Regions from separate parts of the Mus musculus genome. Here all the other regions are linked to region 2. A link is a contact called in public Hi-C and HiChIP or PLAC-seq data. All regions are on one chromosome and are shown on one strand. Each heading gives the region's core, a stretch centred on a gene start, on an enhancer-like site or on the middle of the called end of the contact. The rest is flanking DNA. Distances are from core to core; before and after follow the strand shown.

Region 1 (2,700 bases), core at 198-2,697, 64 kb after region 2:
TTATTATTGTTGTTGTTGTTGTTGTTTATGCTTCTGGACAAAAAAAGGTCTCTGTGCCAGTGGGCTACGCACTGAGAACAGCAGGGTAGGAAGAACTAACGGCATCAGACAGCACAGATTGAGCTAGTGTTAGTGTCTCTTGCTGTTTGGGAAGTGAGGGGGTCACAGTTCCTCACTTCCCAGCCCCCCAGGGCTATGACTTCAGTTTACCATAAGTGAAGAGTTCTGGAAACAGAAGTCTATGTGTCCCTTTCTTGTCACTGAACACCCATAACCATAGGTAGTAGGCAGGCAGTGGCCTGCACCGGTATGGCAAAAGTCCCAGACAGCCTTCCCTGGATTCCCAAATATGCACAATGGCTCATTTCCTCTCCTAGTTGCTCATCAGCCATTCTGTCAAAGCCATGGGGACAGAGAGACCATGCAGCCTGACACCTTTCTGTTACATATGAGCATTTCAGGTTGGAGTAGGGCAGTGCTTCCTCAAGACCCATTAAAATATACCTGGAAGGGCTGGGGTAGCTCAGTGGTAGAATAGCATTCACAAGGGTTTAATCTCTAGCACAGCCCAAAATAGATGAAATAGATCTGAGCTCACACTATAGTTTCATCGTGGCTCACACGTATAGTTTCAACTAGCAGGAAAGCTGACAGGGCAGGGGTGTCCGTGGAGGTTAGGAGTTGAAGACCATGCTAGAAAGCATAATGAGACCTCACTCATCCAAAAGGGTCGGGAAACTGGGGATTGAGCTCGGCCGGTAGAGTGCTTGCCTAGCACGACCTAGGTTTAACCTCCAGCACTTGCATAAACTTGATGCCTGTAACCCCAGGGCTCCAGGGAGAGGCTTCAGGAGTTCAAGGTCCTCCTTGGCTATGTACAGATTTTGAGGCCAACCTGGGCTACATCTCAAAAAGGGGAGGGAACTCAGTGGTAGGGCAAGTGCTTATTAGCATATAGGGCAGTCCATCTCCAGCACCAAATAACAAAATAAAACATACCTTGGTAGCTCGAGTAAGATGCCTTTACCAGTAAACTCTTTAGCCAATTTTACTCAGAGCAGCTCCGTGTCTTCCAGAACAGGACCTGGCCCTGCAGGATGAGTGGGCTTGAGGGGAGCAGACCTCAGGGTCAGCATGAAAACAGGAGTCTAAAGTTTTAGGGCAAGACCCTAAGGTGGCCCACAGTGAGGCTTCAGCCCATCAGGTGTCTCAGGCATGTTGGCTGCCTCTTCAGGCTCCTATGGACAGATCTGTCCACATGGGGCAGCCCCGTTTGCCTTTTCACTGTATCTAAAAGGATTTCCCAGAGCCTACGGCCCACCTACATTCTCCATCCTCACCAATGTCCCCCACTTCTGGTGGTCCAGCCCCATTTGTCACCTCCCCATACCTGTGATCGGTTGCTCTTCCTCTGCCGCTGCCCCAAGCCTGCTTCCGCTGACACTCTGGGCTGGGTTGGGCTGAGCTTCCCTGGTAGGACCTGCTCCTGGGCGGGCCTGACACACCCACCTTACAGATCTCAGAACATCCCTCCCAGCTCCTGCACTCACCCAACCAACCCCACAGAGTCAAAGAGCTTTGACCACAGACACCTTCGCAAACAGGTCAGAGAAGCAAGCTCTAAAAGCCGGTGAAAATCCAACCTTACCCCAGTCACCTAACTCTGCAACTATGGCTCCCAGATGTGCAGTTTCCGGGAACTCTCTCTGCGGCACACCCACCCACTGATACCTGATGACTAACACACACACACACACACACACACACACACACACACACACACACACATCATGATGTTCTCACCTGTCTCCTCCCTGCCTGTCTCTCTTCCTCTCTTGGGTCAGCTAGGTGGTTTAGCAAAAGTGGCTCGTGGTTGTAGCTTCCCCTGCCTGGGGCCTGTTGGTCAGCCAAGGGTTCTCCCTCCTTGCCTGCCTACCAGCACACACCCAGTTCCTCCATCAGAGCAGTTGCCTGACTGGATGCTTCCTCCTCTCCCTCTGTCTGCCTCAGGCTGGGAGCTCCTGGAGGTAGGGGGCTTGTGGTGGTCTCTGTCTGCTCTTCAGGCTGAGCATAGCCCTTCAATGCATATTAGTTAGCAAAGACGGATCTTTTGGAGATAGCTGACAAAGGTATTGTGGTTAAATGAGTTTGACCAACCCTGGATAAAAATCAACGTGAATATTCTGCTGAGTGATAAGCCATGGGTTGATCACTCCTGAAGGCTGGAGGGTGCGTTATACTAGCTGTGGTTTTTTTTCCTTTGTGATGACTGAATATAAGATCTCGTGTATGAGCCGGGCGTGGTGGCGCACGCCTTTAATCCCAGCACTCGGGAGGCAGAGGCAGGCGGATTTCTGAGTTCGAGGCCAGCCTGGTCTACAAAGTGAGTTCCAGGACAGTCAGGGCTACACAGAGAAACCCTGTCTCAAAAACACCAAAAAAAAAAAAAAAAAAAAGATCTCGTGTACGCTAAGCAAATGCTCTGGCACCCAGTCGTACACCCGGGTCTACTGGTTTTGCTTTGTTTTTTGTTTTTGTTTTTTTTTTTAAAGATTTATTTATTTATTATATGTAAGTACACTGTAGCTGTCTTCAGACACTCCAGAAGAGGGCGTCAGATCTTGTTACAGATGGTTGTAAGCCACCATGTGGTTGCTGGGATTTGAACTCTGGACCTTCGGAAGAGCAGTCAGGTGCTCC
Region 2 (2,939 bases), core at 151-2,650:
GATGTGAAAGACAGGCCAATAGTACAGCCTGTGCGGAGTATGGGGAAAGCCCAAGGCTCCATTCCCATCACTTCCAGAAAACTTAAAAAGACCAAAAGAAGCCAGGTGTGGTGGTGAACGCCTTTAATCCCAGCACTCGGGAGGCAGAGGCAGGCAGATTTCTGAGTTTGAGGCCAGCCTGGTCTACAGAGTGAGTTCCAGGACAGCCAGGGCTATACAGAGAAATCCTGTCTCGAAACCCCCACCCCCACCCCACCCCACCCCAAAAAAGACCAAAAGATGTAGAGGAGAGGAAGCAGCCATCAGACTGTTCAGCAAGGAAACTCAAACAGTGACATTCTGATAACAATGTAACCTCAAACCCCTTTTCTGCCCTTCCCTTATTCTCAGCTTATTCAGTTATCAACTAAATTAGAACTTAATTTTGCTATTTTTGGTTTTACAATCTACAAGAAATGTCCCTTTTCACTTACTGTGTGTTAAGACACCTCTAACCTAACAAATAACAAAGCCTCTCTCCCAGGACTCTAAAATTCGATGAAGTGAGACCATGTGTCCATACAGTTGAGGATCTCCTTCATGGGCCTGTGGCTTGCCAATATTTCAACAAACTGCATCTTCCATCATCCTTCACCACAGAGGGCTCAGATCCGTGCTTTCATTCCATCTCTTCCGGACAATTCGTGACCGGTCTGTTCCGTTTCCAACTCTTGCTTACCAAAACTAAGCTTAATAACATCTTTCCAAATTCTTCATGAGAACTCCCTTCCTGGAAACGGAAGATCGCACCGCTCCTCGCACGAGTACCATGCCCCAGTGGCAGCTTCCCACCCTTCTCTAACCCAAACTATTTATCTCCTAACAGCTCACATCTATGCAGCAGGTAAAGGCGAACACGCAAACGAGAAGTTATGGCACAAAATGGGGCAAAGGCTGGCCGGGATCAGGGAGCTACGACCCTCACCTGCAGGCAAAAATCTGACCAATTCGGTCTCCGCACCCTTCTGTTTTCGGGCCTTTCGGCCGGGTCCACGCTTCTCCTTCTTCGTAGGATCCAACTTGCGCCCCATGATAACTAAAGCAAAGACAAACGAGGCAAAGCGACGTTGTGGATGCTGAAATGGGAACGCAGGCCGTAGGCTTAAGGATATTACCAGGGATGGGTACCGCCCGGCCCAGGACCACTACTCAGGACCCCGATGGCCCCCTCCAGGATCTCCCACAGGACCTCGTCACCACGCCCCTCTCGGAACCTTGCTCCGCGATCCTGCAGACGCACCTGAAGGCTCGGCTCGCCTAGACCTGGTTCCGGCTGACCCGGCACCTCCAGTCAAGGCCCGCTCCACGTGCACTGGGGGGAAGAACTCAGAGGTCGCACACCGCGAAAGTGAATCGCGCAAGCGCAAAAAGGGTCGTCACAACGCCCCGCCTCTTCCGGCCGCGGCACCGGAACACACGTGATCCAGGGACACGCCCCTCACCCGCGGTTCAGAGAGGGAAACGCGCGGCGCTGCGGTCAGCGTTTCTCTGCCCTCGGTTCGGAAGGTGGCTTCCGCCCGCTACTCCCGAGGCCGCACGCTCCTTCCACCTAGCACCGCAACTTGGCCCTCCCGCTGGCACCCTAATTGCCTTAGCCCGCAAGATCGCGGGGTCCCACGCCCCTCGCCCTCCTGTTCCCAAAGTTTTGTATTAGAGCCGCTTTCCTTAGAGGTAACCCTCCCCTCCGGACCCTTTCACATAGGAACACGCACTCGGCCGGCCTTCCTTCCAAGCAGGGAGACCGCTTAGCGGATAAACGCGCTTGTCTCCGAGCCTGCAGAACTGAGTCTTTGAGTCCAGGACCCACCCATCTAGTGGCATCGGGCACAAACTCCTACAAGCTGCTCTTTGACCTCCACGTGCACAGTGATGCTATGTACAAATTATATAAGAGAGTGGTAGTTCTCTATAATCTCAGCCCTCTGCAAGAAGCAGGTGAATCTCTTTAACTTGAGGGCAGCCTGGAATTCCTGGACCCAGGATTACACAAAGAAACCCTGTCTCAAAGAAAACCAGTAATAAGGGGCTGGAGAGATGGCTCAGCAGTCAAGAGCACTGACTGCTCTTCTAAGGGTCCCGAGTTCAAATCCCAGCAACCACATGGTGGCTCACAACCATCTGCAATGAGATCTGATGCACTCTTCTGGTGTGTCTGAAGTGTACTCATATATAATAATAAATAAATCTTCAAACAAAAAAAAAGTGATAACAATAAACCAAGGAAAAAATTTTAGGGTACGGTAACATCCTTAATTCCCCCACTTGAGAGGCAGGGGCAGGCAGTAGTTACTTAGACCCTCAAAAAATTTATACTTAAGGTAACACATCCTTAATTCCCCCACTTGAGAGGCAGGGGCAGGCAGTTGTTACTTAGACCCTCAAAAAATTTATACTTCTATAATTACATATTCACGCATATGTATTCCATGGTAGAACACTTGCCCAATGTCTTCACAACTGTACCAGGCAAGTGGCTACTTCCTGCAGGAGTGCTCTGCGAACAGTTTGCTAAAGATCAGAGCCTATAAACAATGGTCCAGAAGCCTCTTGTTCGCCAGAATGTCACCCTGTCAGGAGCACAGGCAGTCTTCCAGGATAAGCCAGTTCCTGGGGTACCTGGAACCCACACTCACCCACACAGAACCAGATCACTAAAATACAAGGAAACTTTTATTTTCAGTTCTCATCAAGAAATTTGCTGTGGTTTTTTATGCTTTTGGTTCTTTTTCTTTTTTTTTTTTTTTCCAACTTTATTTAGCTGCTCAGTGGCTGGAGCCGCTGGGTTCCTGGTATTAAAAAGATGCCAACAGAGGTAGCTGTGTCTCGCCCAGGGGCCCGGCCCACTCTGAATACCCCCCAAAAAGGAGAAAACACAAAGTAAACCAACAAAATAAAACCAA
Region 3 (2,956 bases), core at 69-2,568, 36 kb after region 2:
CTTCCTGCCCTGGGCCCTCCGGGAAGATGTTACCTGGATGGGGTGGGGGCAGGCTGTTGTTCAGAAGTGCGTCCATATCCTCCTCCTCACTGCCCGCTGAGCAGGGGGACGGGGAGCCCAGGCCCGACGCCATCCCCTTCCGTTCCCCGGCCAGGGAATTGGCCCAGCTGCTCCTGCCTGCGGCCTGGGGCCCTCTGCACTGGCCCGAGTCACTGTGCGGGGGAGGGGGGAGAACAGTGAGTGACGCGCAGTCCCCCTCCCCCACCCGCTCTTTCCGCCCCCCTGCCCTACCACCCTAGCCAAGCACCCGAACCACTCAGGCTGAACTTAGTTCCACACTCCTCGGGGACAGCCCGTGAGCCGGCTCCCCAGCAGGAGCCCCCAAGAAGAGGGAATGACGCCCCCGAGGGCAGGCTGGTGCATGGAGGGGAAGGAAGAAGCTAGCCTGGCCTGAGCCAGGAGTGCCTGGGGAGTGGGGTTCGAGTGGGGAGGCGCGGAGAGGGTCAGGGGAGGCGGCCGGTGCTCGGGGACACAAGGTCACTTGGGAGTGGGGGGGCGCTCCTCTGCGCCCGGGGAGGGGCCAGTCCCCAGACAGGGCAGCTCTCCAAAGGCTGTCCTCTGGGACAACTCAGGTTCTCTTCCGGAACGGCGGGGACCAGGGGGCGTGGAGGCTCGGGCGCTCCGGGGTCCCGAAGAGTCGGGACGCCGGAGGAAAGCGAGCACCCACCGGGAAGGGGGCCGGGCCACGTGTCCCGGGGGGCTAGCGAGCAAAGGGCGAGGGGCGGGCGGGCAGGCGCTCGCCCGGCATTGTGGGAGGCCGAGCCCAGGAGGGGGGGGGGGCGGGGAGCAGGACTCCCTCAGGGCAGGGCGCCGTCTGGAGGTAACCCGGCCGCCTCCGGGGAAGAAGGGTCGGCTCCCTGGAGAGGGGACGGCCCGCGGGCCCCGGGACGCCTGAAGAAGGGACAGGTGAAGGAATGACCCCCGGGACGACGTCGGGCTGAGAGAGATGTCTCTCCCGTTGCCTCGCGCGCTCCTCACCCTAGAGCCGCCTCAGGTCGCGCTGGGTCTCGCCGGTGTCACTCCCGCTCCAGCTCCTCCTCGCCGCGGCCGAAGGGGGGAAAATGGCTCCGGCTCCGGCGTCGCCTCTTAAAGGGCCCGAAACACCGGCCGGGAAATCCCACCGCACAGGCCCCGCCCCCCACGGACAGCCCATAATAACCTCAACCAACTCCAACCCCCCCCTCCACTACCGCCACCCTCCTCTTTAGGTCTCCCGGGCAACCCCCGCCCCCTCGTCGCTCAGGCAACCATTGGCCACGCCCCCGTCGAGCGCGCGCGCGCGTCACCTGGGCAACCGCCCACCTCCTGGCCATCCCATAATACACACGGACACCCCACATACACACACCCCGCCCCCCACACTCTATGCATATATGTGCCCGGGGCTACAGACATATAGTGCAGATCTTTTACAAACTAAAACCTGCTCCCCCTCCCTTAGATAACCCATAATAACCACTCTTTGCCAACTTCTTCACTCTTGGCCTTACTGCTAACATCCCATAATAACTCATTACCCCTCCCTCCCCTTGGCCATCCCATAATAAGCACCCCTCCCAGCACTTCAGCCTCATATCCCATAATATTCAACCCATCCCCCACCGACATCCCATAATAACCACCCCCAGTTTGACATCCCATGATTGTCAGAAACTCACCCACCCCATACTACAACAACGGACACTGGGCCTCCTCCCACACGGATCCCGTAATAATCAGTCTCCCACTTTCTATACTGATATCCCATAATATCCAACCCCCCCAGAGCTGCCCTCAGTCCCTGCACTAGGGTTGAGATTCTAGATGCTCACTTTACCACCCACAGCCTTCCCAGTCTCTTTCTAGCTCCATGGTCCATAAATTACCATTCCTCCTAGCAAAGAGATACTCACTAATGATCAGCAGCTCTGCTGTCACCCCACAAATGGACATCTAAATCTCCTCCACTAACACTGGGAAAATGTCCTATCATTTACTCTATCTACTCTCCCATCCCATAATTTCAAAAAGCCCACGATACCATAATTGTCCCAACACAACCCAGTGCCACATCCCATAATACTTCTGCTACACTCCATCACCGCACACAGGTCTGGCCAGACATCCCCTAATTGTCACAACCTCCCCCACCTCTAGAAGTTGTCAGGCTCTTCCAACTAGAGCAGAGAGGGTGTGGCAAACTGCTAACTGCCCTGTCCCCACTAGCACACACTTTAGTCCCTTCCTGGGCAATAGGAGCATTCTGGGCTCTCAAAGTTCAGGACCCCCAGACTTCCTAGCTCATCATTTGCAGACACTCAGGAACCAAGAGCCAACCTCGAGCCCCAACAAACCCCACCAAATCCAGGTATGTTCTAGATACTTACCTCCCTCCAGCTTTGAATGTTTGTGTAAACTCAAACAAATAATATGCTGACTAGATGAAACACTTGCATAAAACTTCATGATGAAAAACTTTAACTCACCCAGAACATCCCATAACAATTACAAACCCCCATCCCAAAACTATTTCTCAACATTCCAGAAGTCCTCTACACTGCCACCTTCAAGTCCAGGCAGCCTCCGTGGACAGATAGCCTATCACCACCATGGACTGAGAGTCCTCTACCATGCCTTGCTCTGTACTCACCATCACTAAAGTTCATTCGACATACCCTTGACAGAGTACTAACAAGGTAAAGAGCTAGCTACTTACCGACCGAGAACGAGGATACCAACACACAGGTGCCTTCCTTCAAGAAACAGTCACAGCTGGGAACATTATCACATGCCAATAACCTCAGCACTCAGAGAACACACGAGATGATCAAGGGATCAAGGCCATTCTCTGCTACTCAGTGAATTCAAGGTCAGCCTAGGCTACAGTAAAAACAAGTCTCGGATAATTATAATTTAT

What was found. Hi-C and Micro-C count contacts between places; a contact is called where the count stands out from the background. HiChIP or PLAC-seq counts read pairs in DNA pulled down with a chosen protein or histone mark.
Region 1: a contact with region 2 is called in an H3K27ac HiChIP or PLAC-seq map of embryonic stem cells, with 11 read pairs. The contact joins the promoter of Lpar5 here to the promoter of Nop2 in region 2. A contact is called at or near these places in 1 of 39 promoter capture datasets (macrophages), 3 of 484 Hi-C or Micro-C datasets (bone marrow-derived macrophages, embryonic stem cells and rod photoreceptor), 11 of 115 datasets of contacts at active chromatin or transcription factors (the 230-238 cell line, CD8 T cells, the SCID.adh cell line and 4 more) and 3 of 9 other capture datasets (adipose tissue, liver and pancreatic islet).
Region 3: a Hi-C map of embryonic stem cells shows a contact between it and region 2, with 1.8 times the contacts expected there. The contact joins the promoter of Chd4 here to the promoter of Nop2 in region 2. A contact is called at or near these places in 21 of 39 promoter capture datasets (the 3T3-L1 cell line, the C10 cell line, the HPC-7 cell line and 14 more), 1 of 15 datasets of contacts at CTCF or cohesin (CD8 T cells), 148 of 484 Hi-C or Micro-C datasets (the AML12 cell line, B cells, the C2C12 cell line and 77 more), 47 of 115 datasets of contacts at active chromatin or transcription factors (the 230-238 cell line, CD8 T cells, the HPC-7 cell line and 28 more) and 5 of 9 other capture datasets (adipose tissue, embryonic stem cells, liver and 2 more).

Annotation. Positions count from the first base shown.
Region 1 is chr6:125,066,667-125,069,366 of GRCm38.p6, reverse strand. It overlaps Lpar5 (lysophosphatidic acid receptor 5), which reads right to left and starts at 1,447. Exons shown (of 2, transcript NM_001163269.2): 1 at 1,391-1,447.
Region 2 is chr6:125,130,344-125,133,282 of GRCm38.p6, reverse strand. Nop2 (NOP2 nucleolar protein) reads right to left here and starts at 1,400. Exons shown (of 16, transcript NM_138747.2): 1 at 1,280-1,400; 2 at 965-1,075. The coding sequence starts at 1,070. It overlaps Chd4 (chromodomain helicase DNA binding protein 4), which reads right to left. Exons shown (of 39, transcript NM_001346610.1): 39 at 2,692-2,939.
Region 3 is chr6:125,094,343-125,097,298 of GRCm38.p6, reverse strand. Chd4 (chromodomain helicase DNA binding protein 4) reads right to left here and starts at 1,318. Exons shown (of 39, transcript NM_001346610.1): 1 at 1,039-1,318; 2 at 34-212. The coding sequence starts at 133. It overlaps Mir7045 (microRNA 7045), which reads right to left and starts at 275; the gene lies at 213-275.